Regions from separate parts of the Solanum lycopersicum genome. Here region 2 is linked to region 1. A link is a contact called in public promoter capture Hi-C data. All regions are on one chromosome and are shown on one strand. Each heading gives the region's core, a stretch centred on a gene start, on an enhancer-like site or on the middle of the called end of the contact. The rest is flanking DNA. Distances are from core to core; before and after follow the strand shown.

Region 1 (2,881 bases), core at 372-2,871:
TTTATGGCTAGGTATTTGAAAACAGCAATTGAGTAAAGAAAAGAAACAAGGAGAAAAAAAAAAGATCTTAAGTTAATTAACTAAAATATCTTTAAGCTGACTCACCACTTATGCGACCCTTGGTATCCTGGTAATGTAGGTCTAACCATATATAAGCAGCTGATTATCACAGAACAAAGACAACTAAATAAGTACTCCACTAATATGAACTGAAACAAGACAGGATATAAGCTCATAAGAACATTAATCAATATAATGGTCTGCGAGATATTTATACCTTTGGTGCAAAAGGTACAAGAGCAAGCTTTGATTGACTCAATGCTAGCACTTAAACCTGAATTATCCTCACAAGCTTGTGTTCCGGTACATGTCTCAAGTTTAACTCTTGACTCCTGTGAATCTGGCAATCTTGCCAAGTCTACTGACCCAGACAGACTCATAACCAGATTATCAAGACCTTGTTCATCGGGGCCATTAGGAAACATATCTTCACTTTCAGTGTCCTCACTATCCTCGTTAATTCCACAACTCCGAGTAGCATCATGGTCATCAGTTCCAGACAATGCTGGTACTGGCACCCCAGTTACCACACCATCCATATCATTTATCACTGCAGAATTTTTCTTTGGAATTATTTCCCGATCATTGACAATTTCAATAGCACTCCCACAAGCATCATTGTTCTCCTTATCTCCGATTGTACTTTGGCAGATAGCAGTAGCTGAATCAACTCGCAACAAACTGGGATCCTGGTTGTCATTTGGTATATTTGAAATCCCTGATACAACATCCACCTTTGATGACTTAATCTTGCTACAAGGTCGAGGACCAACACAAACACGTTTTGCATTATCTCCGTCATCTACCAAAACAAATTTACCCCCTAGGTTTTCATTTCCCTTATCTACACACTTTAGACTTGAATTGCCCAAAAGTGAAGAAAATGGCCTCTTGTTTCCAAGCTGATTCGTTATATTTCTCAAAACAGGACGACTTTTATGACACCTTTCAACAGCATTATCTTCATCCATCCTGAAATCACTAATCCAACATGAACCCTACCAACAAAAACCAATCTTTAGCCCTAAAACACATAAATTTCAATTACCCAATTCTCGAATCTACTACAGATGATGAAAGAATCTTATATTTGATACAGACCAACAATAAAAATGAAAACTTGATAACCTAAACACATCTAATCAATACTAATCACAGAAGCATCAGCTACTGTACAAATTAAAAACCTAGAGAAATTTTGGGCAAATAAAAAAACTCAGAAGAACAACAATAGAAACAAAATTAACAAACTTTAATAGAAACTATAATGTACCAATCTTTAATCAGATTCTTGAAAACTGACCTTAAAACATAAAATCCAGCAAGATTGATAAAACCCAATGTACAGCGTTGAAATAAAAAGTTGAATCTTGAATTATATCAAAGCATCTCCATTGATAAAGGTGGATTCTTTTTCTCTTTGGTTACGGTGGATTTGCTACACAGAAATGAAAATGGTGCAAGTAAAAATTAAGTTTCAGCAAATTTGCGGGGCGGGAAATTGAATTTTGGTAAAATTAAGGGTCTTAAGTTTTTGGCCCGCCTTGTATGTTCAAAACCTACTAACTATGGGCGCGACTTTCTTACTTGGAGGGAAAATGATTGGGCCATTATTATGGTATAGCCCACTTTATATGGGCTAGAAATTCAGTTGAGTCATATAGCTATATGGCTGAATATATAGCATAAAATGGACCTAACTTGCCACTATTTGTTGAGAGTTTGGCAACATGTATTATATTATGGGGCAATCTACGTAAATTACACTATTTTAGGTTTTAATTGCTAAGATTTTTTATATTTGTAAATATTACTTTATTTATCATATTTCACGTTTAAAATATAGAGTCTGAATGTATGAGATATATGTATCTGTCAAAATTTTAAATTGAGATACATATTTTATGTTTAAATTAATTGGTTATAACTGATTTCCTTAATCAGAAGAGTAATTAAGGATTTTCATAATACATGTATAATTAATTTTGGAAATTTAAATCAAATCAAATCTCTTAACCAAGATTTGTTATGTGTGATCTCAAATTCATGTGAAACACACTAGATACATGTATTTATATGTATATGGTGTGATTCGCATGTATCTGGGATACCATATTAATAGAGGAAGTCAAGATTAGGAGCTTGGGGATTCACAAGTTATATGCATTTTTAATTTTTTTATACAATAATAGTGTCTATGAAAAAAGTTAGTGGGTTCGTCTGAACCCATGAACTCCCCCACCTAACTCGCCTCTAACAATATACTGACGAGAGGCAAGGAAGATGAGCGAAATTTATTATATACCCAATAATTTATTAGTTTAATTGTGGAAAACTTACCTAATATACAATAAATCAAAAATATTTACCATTTATAACAATAACATTTTTTTTACTTGATCACTTTTAAACATTTATAATACAATGTTAATTCATATCACAATGAACAATTTATTATTCACATATAATACAAGTTTTATTGATTAATTAATATATTTATCACTCATTTTAATACATTTATAATACAATGTGTCAACTTCTTACCAAACAAACATAAATAATATACTTCAAAAAACAATTATAATACATATACATTGCATACTTAATTCACTTTTAATACATATTGCAGATTTAATATAAGTATAATACATATATTGGACCCTAAACTTGATTTAAAATTTTAACTTTAACCTCCAACTTTTATAATGCACAAATAGGCACTTTAACTATACAACTTTTCAATAAATAAACACATGAGTCCTACATTACACAATACACATAGGACACCACACGTAGGACAAAAAATGACATGTTGGATGAC
Region 2 (2,873 bases), core at 77-2,576, 44 kb before region 1:
TAATATATCTAAAGCAAATTGCATCTAATTTTGACCTCATGTATCCCGAGATATATGTATCCGGATGTATCTGAATGTATGTGGATGCACCAAAATCTGATAAGATACGTAATATTACAAACTAGACTAGAGTGTATCTAAACAATTTGTTAGTTTCTAAATTGATGTAATTTGTTTAAGTTTCCCTTATATTTTCCTAATTCATACAATTAGGATTGCATTAAAAGAAGCATCTAGGAACGCTAAACATGTGCAATCGTGCTTAAAGGCAAATGTTACGCCCTCCTTTTCCATTGTTGCATTATTAATGAACTTGCTAATTATAATTAAACAACATCCACTCGACCCTAGACTAAATTAAAAATATGTAAGGCTCCCTTAAAGTATTTATATTTTTTTGCTTGATACGACGTTAACATACCGTAACTGAGGATTACTTTTTGCACTTTTTAACCAACTAGCTTTTATATTAATGATTGATCAACTAATGTAATCATTCTCAAACTCGTTTTCTTATTAGTCTAATCGTCTTTAATTTATAGACGTGACAAGTTTTGGTTAGTGCACTAAGCAACTTGATTAGTATTTAATTTGGAAAAGGTTCCATATGTTTGGTATAATAGCAATATTATATATATGTAACACACGTATGATCAATTTAACCTAGACTTGACTTTATAGTGATGTTTTGATTTTTTTGGCAACTTCATCTATATTGACCCGTTTGTATCTTTATCTTGTTACTAATTTTTAAAGAGCGGTGGAACATGAGAGGGACCGAACCTTACCTCCACAAGATTTATTCTAGTCAATCTCTCCCATCGAGCACATGTAAAGCACAGTCAGATTGTTCACGCAGTAAGAAATTAAACGTCAGACGAATCATGAGTTTTCACGTGAAGAGATAAATATTTTTCATCTTTTAAAGAAAAAATGTAAGTTGCAAATAGTAAAGCATTGTGTAACTATTACGAACCGCGTGGTACAACAATTATTTTCCTTGTCTTATAAGATATATTAGTGCATCAAGAATTGAGAACAAGATTCCCAAAAAAATCTTCTCTTCGAATTAGTTTTAGTTTTTAAATCAAAATTTGTTTATGTGCGCTAATATTTGAATAGAAACATGTAACTTAGTCCTTTAATTGTATATTTAGTGGTAGTTTTTGAGTTTGATATTTAACTTTTTTTTTTTGGTTCTTTGCATGATATCCTTCATTTGAGTCCAATGGAATCTCCCTTCTGCGTTTTCGTTGGGCTAAGCCCAACTATCTTTTAGTCAGCCGCAACCAAGTCCAAAAAGGACGGATATATAAGAAAAGATACTGATATACCAAGGCCAAGAAGGACTAATATAAGAAAAGGAAGTTGATATACAAGTTTAAGGAAGCTGATATACAGATCCAACAAGCAAACAAATGGGCCAAAAGACCATAAAATTCCTTTAAGATAAGTCATCTTCCTAAATATGGTCGTTTGTGCCTTAACACAAATTACATTCGACTTTCTTCTAGTCGTGTGGTTTATTGTATAAAATCAAAAAAAGGATTTATCTCTCACATTATTTAGTTTTACTTTTTTCTAAAAATCAAGCAAGACAATTTTGTACCAAGTTATGTTTAAAGTTAGTTTCTTCTAAATTACTTCTTTTTAAAATAAATTATTCTATAAGTTATCAGATAATTGTGTTAGTTAAATCGATGGTAATCACATGTATGTGGACGTATTTAAGTGCATAAGATCTTCATAAAATATCATTTGAACCCATATCTAGATCATTGAAATTTTAAAAGATTATTCAATGGGAAAATTACCTATTCAAGAAAATATATATTACTTTATTATTGGTTATAGCTATAGTTTCTGAAAATTATAGCTCGCCTCTAACATTAAGTTACAATTACGAAGGGCGACTTTTCAGTTTTGTATCAAAGTGTACGCTCAATCCTTCCCTCTGTTCATATTTTCTTACCTTATTTTCTCCCTTTGATCCATCCCCCAAACAAACTATTTCAAACTTTAAAATTTTCTTTCTCAAATCGTGCTACGAGATTGTTAGGATTATGATTATGCAATTTTACTTTCTTTCTTCTTTTCTTAAATTTTGTATATTATAATTTGTATGAACTTTTAAAGTTCGGATCTACATGTGTACTCATTTTTTGTATATATGCTTTTTCTAATTGTATATCTCTGGTGTTTATGTTTGTATATATTATAACGAATTGTCTAGTATTATTATGATTATACATATAATTTATATTACATCGGAAAGGAAATCCCATTTTAGGTATTCGAATTGTATCTTATATATTTTTTGTTCTTGTTTTGGGATTTTATTTGAAATTGTATAATGTGTATTCCAATTTTATGATTTTCTGTGTCTTTGTATAAATTATATTGACTTGTTTTGGTTATACGATTTCAGAATTTATATTACTTAGGAAAATAAGGTTGATTCCGTGTATGGGCCCTTTTATGTATCCAAATTATATATTTGCAAATACTTTTGTCATTGTTTTGGAATTTTTGTTAGTGTATCAAACTTGTATAAATTCATAATTGTATTCTGTAATTCAAATTGTATGATTTTTACATTTATTGTCATTGTATTTCAGATTGTATCTTATATAATTTATTAGAAAGTACAATTTAGTATCAAACAAGTTTCAATGGTGGTAGACCAAGTATACATTAATAAAGCTACATTATTTCAAAGTAGTTTGTAGAACAAAGTGTGATTACTGGGTTGGTGCTATGAAGGAGTTGTGTTGTATTTGATATGAAGTATAACGATTTAATATTCTGCGAATAACGATATTATATATCTTTTCTCGATCGAGATTATTGTCATTACCTTAAAAAAATTGAAT

The links. Promoter capture Hi-C pulls out the DNA fragments that hold promoters and counts their contacts.
Region 2: a contact with region 1 is called in a promoter capture Hi-C map of leaf, with 2.0 times the contacts expected there. The contact joins the enhancer-like site here to the promoter of LOC101264921 in region 1. A contact is called at or near these places in 1 of 1 promoter capture datasets (leaf), 4 of 8 Hi-C or Micro-C datasets (leaf and leaf mesophyll) and 1 of 1 datasets of contacts at active chromatin or transcription factors (leaf).

What each region holds. Positions count from the first base shown.
Region 1 is chr4:54,653,536-54,656,416 of SLM_r2.1, reverse strand. It overlaps LOC101264921, which reads right to left and starts at 1,621. Exons shown (of 5, transcript XM_004237362.5): 1 at 1,364-1,621; 2 at 278-1,058; 3 at 106-159; 4 at 1-7. The coding sequence starts at 1,031.
Region 2 is chr4:54,696,789-54,699,661 of SLM_r2.1, reverse strand. No RefSeq gene overlaps it. Among protein-coding and RNA genes, the nearest start is that of LOC101263696, 13 kb to the left of the region's middle. Within about 2 kb of position 1,326, at least 2 of the 2 cell types and tissues checked have open chromatin away from gene starts, as enhancers often do. A contact at or near this core is called in leaf, where this site is marked.